Linked DNA regions of Mus musculus: region 1 is linked to region 2. The links are chromatin contacts, called in public HiChIP or PLAC-seq maps. All regions are on one chromosome and are shown on one strand. The core of a region is the stretch at or near the end of the contact, and the rest is flanking DNA. Distances in the headings are between cores, read along the strand shown.

Region 1 (4,190 bases), core at 381-2,880, 210 kb before region 2:
GCTTGGCTATGTTCATTTAAGGTGACCAGTGTACTGGGGTGTCTGCAGATCATGTCATATGTGCAATAAGGGTCAAAAAGTCTAAGTATTTCATTTTCTCCTGAGAAATCCTTAAGGAAGAACAAGGGGATTCTCTTCAAATAATTGGGCATCTGTTGTAAGGACCATTGGATAGATGCATTCTAATTGAACTTAGGAGTGAACTTGGATCACCGTAAGTCAGGCTTTCTAACAATTACTTGAGGAGACACTGTGTTGTTTTTTCAGGAGGTGATGCTAAAAGATGTATGCAGGGGCTAGACTTTTGAGTGTAAGGACTGTTGAGTTTACATCCCCAGAAACCCTGTAAAGGCAAGTTGGATGCTGTAGCTGCCTTAAATTTCAGCACCTTTGAGGTAGAGACAGGAGTTTCCAAGGACAAACCACCTTGGTAAATTAACCCCAATTGGCAAGTTCAGGGTTCAGGGAGAGACTTTGCCTCAATAAATACAGTAGAAGGTGATGGAAGAAGAAAGTTGATTCAACTTCAGACCCCAACACACAGACACAAATAGTTGGTTACGTGTACAAAAAAATATTCCCGAACACATACAAAAAGAGGCTAGACATTTGGAGAAAGAATTGCAGTATTGGATAGAAGGTTGGGCAATAAATACTTCACAATAAAGTGGAAAACCTGACTGGGCACAGGGTCTTCATTTCTGTCATTGTTCAGTCAATAAGAGTTTGAGTGTGACAATTTCCTTAGCAGGATTTCTAAAAGGCATCTTTATAGTAACCAGAGAGAGAAAGGCAGAGATTTACATGCCACTAGTTTTCATTCTTTTTACAGAAAAGTCTGACTGTTGCCATTTAACTAAATAGACTCTAAGTGGCTCTAAACCTGTGGGTCATGACCTGTTTGGGGGCTAAATAACCCTTTCACAAAGGTAGTGTATCAGATATCCTGCATATCAGATTCACTATATTATGATTCATAACAATAGCAAAATTAAGCTACAAAATAGGAATGAAAATAATTTTATGTTGCAGGCTCATCACAGCATGAGGAAATGTATTAAAGGGTCTCAGCATTAGGAAGGTAGAGAACGCCTAAGTCTTAGAGGCATAGTTCAAAAAGCCTCTCTGCTTGCATGCGCCAGTGGTTTACCAAACTTGCTAGAGAGTGGGATGGTTTGGAAATAAAGTCAGAAAAATGACAGGCTCCTGGGTTTGGAGGTGTGGTTCTCCTTTCCTCTAAGCATTCAATTTCTGTCTTTGGAGAAAGGTTCTTCAGTGACACACTCAGAAGCCTTGCTCAGTATGCTCTGTTGGCCACAGTCTTCATGTCGGTGGGATCATGACCCTGATCCTTTGGCTGCACCAATGCCATCAGCTGCCTCTTCAAGCACCTATCAGTATGAGAACCCAACAGAGAATGTGCAAGTAGTACACATAGTTTGCTCTCCTTGGCTCAGATCTATTATGTTCTTCCCAACTTGCACTGCCACTGTGTCTCTTTCCTAGTTTCTTCAGCCTTGGTCTATTTCTGTGTGTCTATTAATTTACCCATGCCCAATCTTTTCTCTCACCATTGAGTCTCACAATTTGTCCCAAACTGTTTTGGCATTGGAAGTGGCAAACCTCCTCCCTTTCAGTGGTATATAGAAACTATTCTCATCTCTCAGGCTGATGCCGCACATCACCCCAAATAGCGTTGACCTATTTATTTCTCATTAATATTACAAATGTGCCCTCAGCTTGCTTTCTCATTTCTTTGTCTAGCTTTGCTAGTCAACCTCCTGTCTGTAGAGTTTCTCCTAACAGCTCCTCTATACCCACGTTTCTGGACAAATTCTGTGTTTCTCAGCCCAATTTATTTGCTTTCTTTCATGCTTGCCTCTTTATTCCTGTACTTCTAATTTTTTTCTCCTTGAGGATAGGAGCATTGCCTGCTTCAGCACAAGCTGTATATTTCATTTTTCAGTGGTTCAGAATTGACAATGGAGATGTGAAACAATATTTGACTCTAGGCGATATGGGTGACACTTCTCTGTAGCAATACGCATTTTTGCTCATTTACTGATGATCAGGTTTCCAGCCCTGGGAATTTGTAGAACCTGAGGAATTTGCAAGCAAGGTTTCAGGAACATTATCTAAAATGTGTTTTGAAGTATGACTGTAGGAACTCATTCCTTATATACTAATTTCCTGATCCCTATTTGATTCTTCTTTTTATTAAAGCATAATCCTCACAGTTACTTTTGCAATGAATTAGATATTCACTGATTTTTTCCCCTTTACTATTTTTGGGTGGGTGAGATGTACATACATGTTCATATGTGTGATGTATGCACGTCTCTCTCTCTCTTTCTCTCTCTCTCTCTCTCTCTCTCTCTCTCTCTCTCTCTCTCTCTCTCTCTCTCTCTCTCTGTGTGTTTGTGTGTGTGAAGGCAGTCAATATTAGATGCCTTTCTTAATCATGCTCAATATTATTGTTTGAGAGAGGGTTTCTCATCTCTTCAGCCAGTCTGGTCAATGATTTGAGAATCTCCCTGCCTCAACTTACACATAGTATTGAGGTTTCAGATGTGAGGCACTATGTTCAACTTTTGGAGGGGGCTGGGAATTTGAACAAATTCTCCATGCTTCCATAATAGAGACTTTATAGACTAATCCATCTCTCCAGCCCCTCTCTATGAATATATTTATCTTTCACCATTTTAACTGTATTTTTACCAAATAGCAGCATGCTTATTTGTGCTAACTTTCAAGAAAAAACATTATATCCAGTCTAAAATATTAGGAAACAACATTCCCAGTGTAGTTTGCAAACATTTACATCTAGCCTGCTGGTGGTGTAAGTGTGAACTGTTTAATGTATAAAGAATTTTGTACAGTCCCAGGGCTTATAAAGCCAATGTTAAAATCAGAGACAGATAGCTTAGATCTTGTTATCATGGGCAATAGTGTTTATTAAAAGCTTGTTCAGTTTTCTTTTAATGTTAAAATATCTACCCAGCCCGGCACGGCAGTGCACACCTGCAATCCCTGCATAAAGATGGTGACTTTGAGTTAGTTTGAGTTACATAGTGATACTACCTACAAACCACTCATCAACCACCCTGTTCACCAAAAGAAAATCTACTTTGCAGTCTGATATGTTATGTAATCCTCCAGCTCTGTATATTTTGAGGCATGTATCTTTTCTATTGCAAATACTTAAAACTTATTGACTTAAAATGGTTATTGAACTTTATTAGATTCTGGAGAAGGTGAAAGTCACTTCATTTTATACTTTATTCCAGTTAGGGTAATAACTTTTTTTTTCAGAGGAAAAAAAGAAAAACAATTCTTACTTTTTGGTAATTCTTATTAAAGTGATAATGGCTAAGTGGACACTTGTCATTATGAAGTCATTGTCAATTGTGTATCATATTTTCCAGAGGTCCAATCAGCTGGTTATATTTGTTAACTTAATGTAAACTAGAGTCGCTTGGGAGGAGGGAGCCTCAGATGAGAAACTGCCTCCCTCATATTGGAGTGTTGGCAAGTTTGTGAGGCATTTTCTTGATTGATGGTTGATGTGGGAGGGCTTGCATACTGTGGGTGGTGACACACTTGGGTAGATGGTCTTGGGTTGTATAAGAAATCAGTCTCTGCTACATATGTGCAGAGGCTTCAGACCAGTCCATGTATGGTCTTCAATTGGTGGCTCAGACTTGGAGATCTCCCAGGGGTCCAGGTTAGTTGGCACTGTTGGTCTTCCTACGGGGTTGCCATCCCCTTCAGTTCCTTCAATCCTTCCCCTAACTGTTCCATAGGGGTTCCAACCTCGATCCAATGGTTGGCTATAAGTATCTGCATATGTCTCAGTCAGCTGCTGGTAGAGCCCCTCAGAGGACAGGCTTCTGTCTGCAATCACAGTAATAGTGTTAGGGTTTGGTGCCTACACATGGTATGGATCTCAAGTTGGGCTGGTTACTATATGGCAATTCATTCAGTCTCTGCTGCATTTTTGTCCCTGCATTTCTTTTCGACAAGGAGCAACTTTGGGTCAAAAATTTTGTAGGTGGGTTAGTGTCCCTAGTCCTTGACTGGGGGCCCTGTCCATGTACTAGAGGTGGTCTCTCCAGGTCTCCTCAATGTAGGGCATTTTGGCTAAGGTCACCCACATTAAGTCCTGGGATCTTCAGCTTTCCCAGGACTCT
Region 2 (4,366 bases), core at 971-3,470:
ACTGACACTAGGAAGAACTGGGTTAGAACTACAGGGGAGAAAGACTACCTCTCCACCACATCCTTTCCTTAGCAAGCGGTAATGGTGATGGCAATGGACTGGGAAAATGGAAAGCATGCTGCCCAACCTCAGATACCCAACATGCTCCATCAGTACGCACAAAGCAGGCAAGCCCCTCATTCAGTCAGGTTAAGCTAACGATTCATCTGTCTGTTTGCCCCAGACCTCAGAGGGCAGCTCAGCTGGATCCAGCTAAGACCAATGTCAGCAACTGGATCACTGCAACCAAAGTGCCAAGCTCACACGAGGCAAGGTTTTTCACTGGTTACTAACTACTAAATTGTCACTTATGTCAGGAAATGAGATATGTCTCTTAAAAGTCCCGAAGAAGTTATTTGGACTTTTATATACTGGTGACCTGTTAAATCAATAAAGGTGCCTTTTTATATTCTATGGTGGCCTTTCCTGTTCTGTTATAAAGGAGTACACACCCCCCAACACACACACACACACACACACACACACACACACACACACACACACAATGTTCTTCTTGAGAAACACCTGTCTTGAGAGTTCTTGGAAGGATAGCTTCTGAGTACACACAGAGTCAAGCACACAAATGGCGCAGTGAGTCTTTTGGAAGTCACATTTGTCCCTGGCACTTCAGTCACCTGCAGACTGCGTGCCTCATTGGCTGTACCATTCCAGAACTGACAGTGTAGAATGAGTTTGGGAATCTCATCACGTGTCAAATTTGTACTTGAGAGGCCAAACTGCAAACTCCATGTAATGTTGAAATACCTTGTACTTTCTGCTGCTTGTGGACTTTTTTCCCCCTTCCTTTCTGTTACTTGGCAGCTTAGCTATAATCGATCTTCTTTGGGTTTGGGATGTTTCATGGGAAAGGAAGGGCATACTAAGTAAACTAAAGTATCCATTAAACAGGTATCCCTCTTCAGATTCATAGAAAACCCTCACTGCCTTTGCTATGCACACACACACACACACACACACACACACACACACACACACAGAGAGAGAGAGTTCCTGGAATCCCTGACACATTCATAACCCACAGACATAACCATAGGGCAGCAAAATTCCATGACCGTCCCAGTCAAAAATCAAGCCAGGCTGAAGATGCAAAAAGGTGGAGATGATACCAGGTGGATGTGTAATCAGTAATAAGAAATACATTGAGCCCCGATATGAAAAGAAATCCCCCAGTTGTTCAGGACCCCCCCTCCCCCTTCCATCCACAGATTTATTAACCCTGAACAAAGATGTAACTGCAGGGTCTCAGAAACTTTTCTTTTTCTTTTTCTTTTTTTTTTCTTTTTTTTCTTTTTTTTTTGGCATTTGATTTGGCTTTGAATTTCTTCTTATCTAGTTATGCTATTCATTGCCCATTTTCTTTGCTCAGTTGCCCATCATGTCCGTTCCACCCCTCCAGAAATGAAAGAAGCCTTAGCTTCTGAGTCTTAAGGATGAGACCTCTGCATTTTCTTTGCTTGTTTAGGGCAAGAAATGAAGTGCCGCCTCTTTTAAGTGGCTGAAGCATGCAGGAAGAGCATACCTTTAATTTAGTGTTGGGATACCTTACTTGCACCCTGGCTGTTGTCTTATTGGAGACGGCAGCCTGCCTGAGATCCTCTAGCACTGAAATAATATCATCCAGCACGCATTTCTTATCCTGATTTCTCAACACACACAGATGGGAAAAAGTATAATTATAGCCCTTGTGGTTCACCTTCATTTCCATCACGGCTCGGTGGGTCTGCAGAATCCCCTCAGCCTGGAGCAAAATATTGTCCCCGGGTGAGGAGAGGAGGATCACCCTGCCATACCTCCCAGGGGTGTGTAAGTCCGAATAGAGCTGGCTTTTGGACTGGTCCAGGGGGAAAAGGCTGCTGGCTAGGCTGCGCTCGATCTTGGCCAGGCTGTGGCTGGGAGCAACCAGGCGCTCCAGGTCGCCCTCGGTCTGGAAGCGGTTGAGCGCGCTGAGGCCGAAGGTGATGGTCAGGACTGCCGGCACGGTGAGGAAAAAGACCGGGTGCCGGCTCACGCATAAGCCCAGCCTGTGGCAGAATGACTGGAGCCCTCTGCGAAGCACCTGCCGCAGCATCCTCCACCAGATCCAGCTCGCAGGCGCTCCCGGCCGTCTTAAAAAGCACATGTGACATGTGTAAGCGCTGGGGCTACCCCTCTCTCCCCCATCCCATTCCCTCAAGGGATCAACACCCCCTCCGTCACCCCCCTCTGCTGCCGCCTCCTCCCCGCCCCCTCCCCGCGCACACCCCGCAACCGCTCCGCCCGGTCTTCCCCGGGCCCCACCTCCATGCGCTCTTACTACTCTTTCAAACACTGCAGCAAGTTGCAGCAAGGCCGGCAAGTCTCGGGAGCGCGCGTGGGGGCCGGACGGCGGGCGCTGCGGGGAGTGGCGCCCTCCCTCCCCCGGTGTCCCCGGCCTCCCCGCGCCCTGGCTGGCCGCGCGCGCTGCCTCTCACCGCATGAGCCGCGTCCACTCGCTCTAGCCCTTTTTCATGTCGCTGCTGCAGTCCCCCGGCTTCCCTCGCTGGAGGTGGCGGTTCTGTGCCGAGCGTCCCACAGATGTGGATTTCCTCTCGGTCTCGATGGGGTTCGGTGTCTAACTGGGACCATGTGCCTCGCGGTGTTGTAAGAAGCAGACATGTGCCCCGTGGCGCGGAGAGAGGGCGGGAGTAGAAGAAGGGGGGTAGTGGTGGTGGCAGCAAAGCTTTTCTCTTTTTAAGATGCTGACAGTTATTTTTAGAGTTTTGTTTTCCTTGTCCTCCGGGCTGGAATGAATGGGAGACGTAAAGGGTGAAGGCGCTGCTGGCCCATTGGAGCAGGGGCCATCAGAACCTAGGAGGGAGTGGCTCCACGCCTCCTCCAGGGGGCAGATTTCAAGCTCCTCTTAATGCCCCGTGCCCTCGAATTCTGTCTTTTGGCCAAAGAAAAGGGAGCAGAGAGGATGATGCTGCATTTTTAACATTCCACAAAGCATGCGAGGGCTTTCCTTGCAACACTTTCCAGGCTGCCTGGCCACACACTGGTCCCCTGAGCTGAGGCCTGCCAGAGATCCCAGACTACACTGGAGCCTGGGTCTCTCTGGATTGCTTTCTTGCTCTGGAGGTTGGGAAGGAAACACTTGGTTGGTGTTTGTGTGTGTGTGTGTGTGTGTGTGTGTGTGTGTGTGTGTGTGTGTGTGTGTGTTTGTGCCAGGCAATGTGGCTTCTTCCTAAGTGTTACACACATGTTCTTTGAGGATTCAGGACCTAACACTGGCTTCCGCCTCCTCTCTGTATCTCATCCCCTGCTCCATTCCCTCGCTCCCTGCTCAACTCCTACCACACCCCTGTCCACGTACCACAGACACTTCAGGACATAGAGTTGAGGCTAATTCTCTTCTGTCAGACACAGTGGACAGTTTTGCCCAAAGAAAGGGAGCTAGGTAAGCAGGGGGGCAACATACTGCAGATCTGGCAGAAAACAAGTCAGTGTCCACCATAGAGAAAGAAAACTCCCACATGCCCCAAAGTGTGCAGGCCAGGAACTCCCACCAGCAGACCAGATCGATTTCAAACATGCGTGTGCAATTTTAAACCTGCTGGGGTATTCATAATTTCCTGTGTGGGAAAAAAATACAAAGCAAAGTAGACAAAAAGGAGACGAAGAAATCCTGAGAACAAATTGTGCAATTTGATTGTGAACTCATTTTCCCAGTTCAGAATGACTTCCATAAAGAAGACAGAGTCTCAATGGATGCTTTGTATTCACTTTCTTAGTAACAACCAGGGACCCATTTTCCATTAGATGCTTAGAGGGACGCACATCCCAGCACACAAACAGCTAACGGGCTCATCTTACAAGGAGATACTTTATTTATTCATTTATTTTTCTTTATTAGAAGTGATCCCTCAGCTATGGCACAAATAAAACAAAACAAAACAAAAAAAGCCTAGTTTAGGAGTAGAGATACCATTTATGGAGCAGAATCTATAGGATTGTGTAAATAAGATTACATAAAGATTCCAGTTTTATAAAACCAAAAACGATCTTGATATCTCTATAGGGAAATAGTTTCTGAAATATCCTTGGTGGCTTAGCAGCCAGTCTAAGCTACAACCTTTTTCACATCTAAGGCCTTTCAAATTTTCTAGGAAGGTCATTCTACTGTTAGTCAGCCACCCAGGCTCAGCTGAACTCAATATGTTTGCCACACTCTTTCTCCTCCAGTGTGAAGCCTTTTTTTTTTTTTCTTTTCAACTATCAGATTATAATACCATTTCAAATGTGTTCCATTGGTGCTATAGGGTCCAAAACTTTGGTCTTTATAGCAGGG

What was found. HiChIP or PLAC-seq counts read pairs in DNA pulled down with a chosen protein or histone mark.
Region 1: a contact with region 2 is called in an H3K27ac HiChIP or PLAC-seq map of VIP interneurons, with 3 times the contacts expected there. The contact joins the enhancer-like site here to the promoter of Ptchd4 in region 2. A contact is called at or near these places in 3 of 484 Hi-C or Micro-C datasets (cerebellum, cerebral cortex and embryonic fibroblasts) and 5 of 115 datasets of contacts at active chromatin or transcription factors (SST interneurons, VIP interneurons, astrocytes and 2 more).

The regions. Positions count from the first base shown.
Region 1 is chr17:42,523,476-42,527,665 of GRCm38.p6, reverse strand. No RefSeq gene overlaps it. Among named protein-coding and RNA genes, the nearest start is that of Opn5, 86 kb to the left of the region's middle. Within about 2 kb of position 1,630, at least 3 of the 459 cell types and tissues checked have an H3K27ac peak or open chromatin away from gene starts, as enhancers often do. A contact at or near this core is called in VIP interneurons, where this site is marked.
Region 2 is chr17:42,314,454-42,318,819 of GRCm38.p6, reverse strand. It overlaps Ptchd4 (patched domain containing 4), which reads right to left and starts at 2,220. Exons shown (of 3, transcript NM_001355270.1): 1 at 1,580-2,220. The coding sequence starts at 2,179.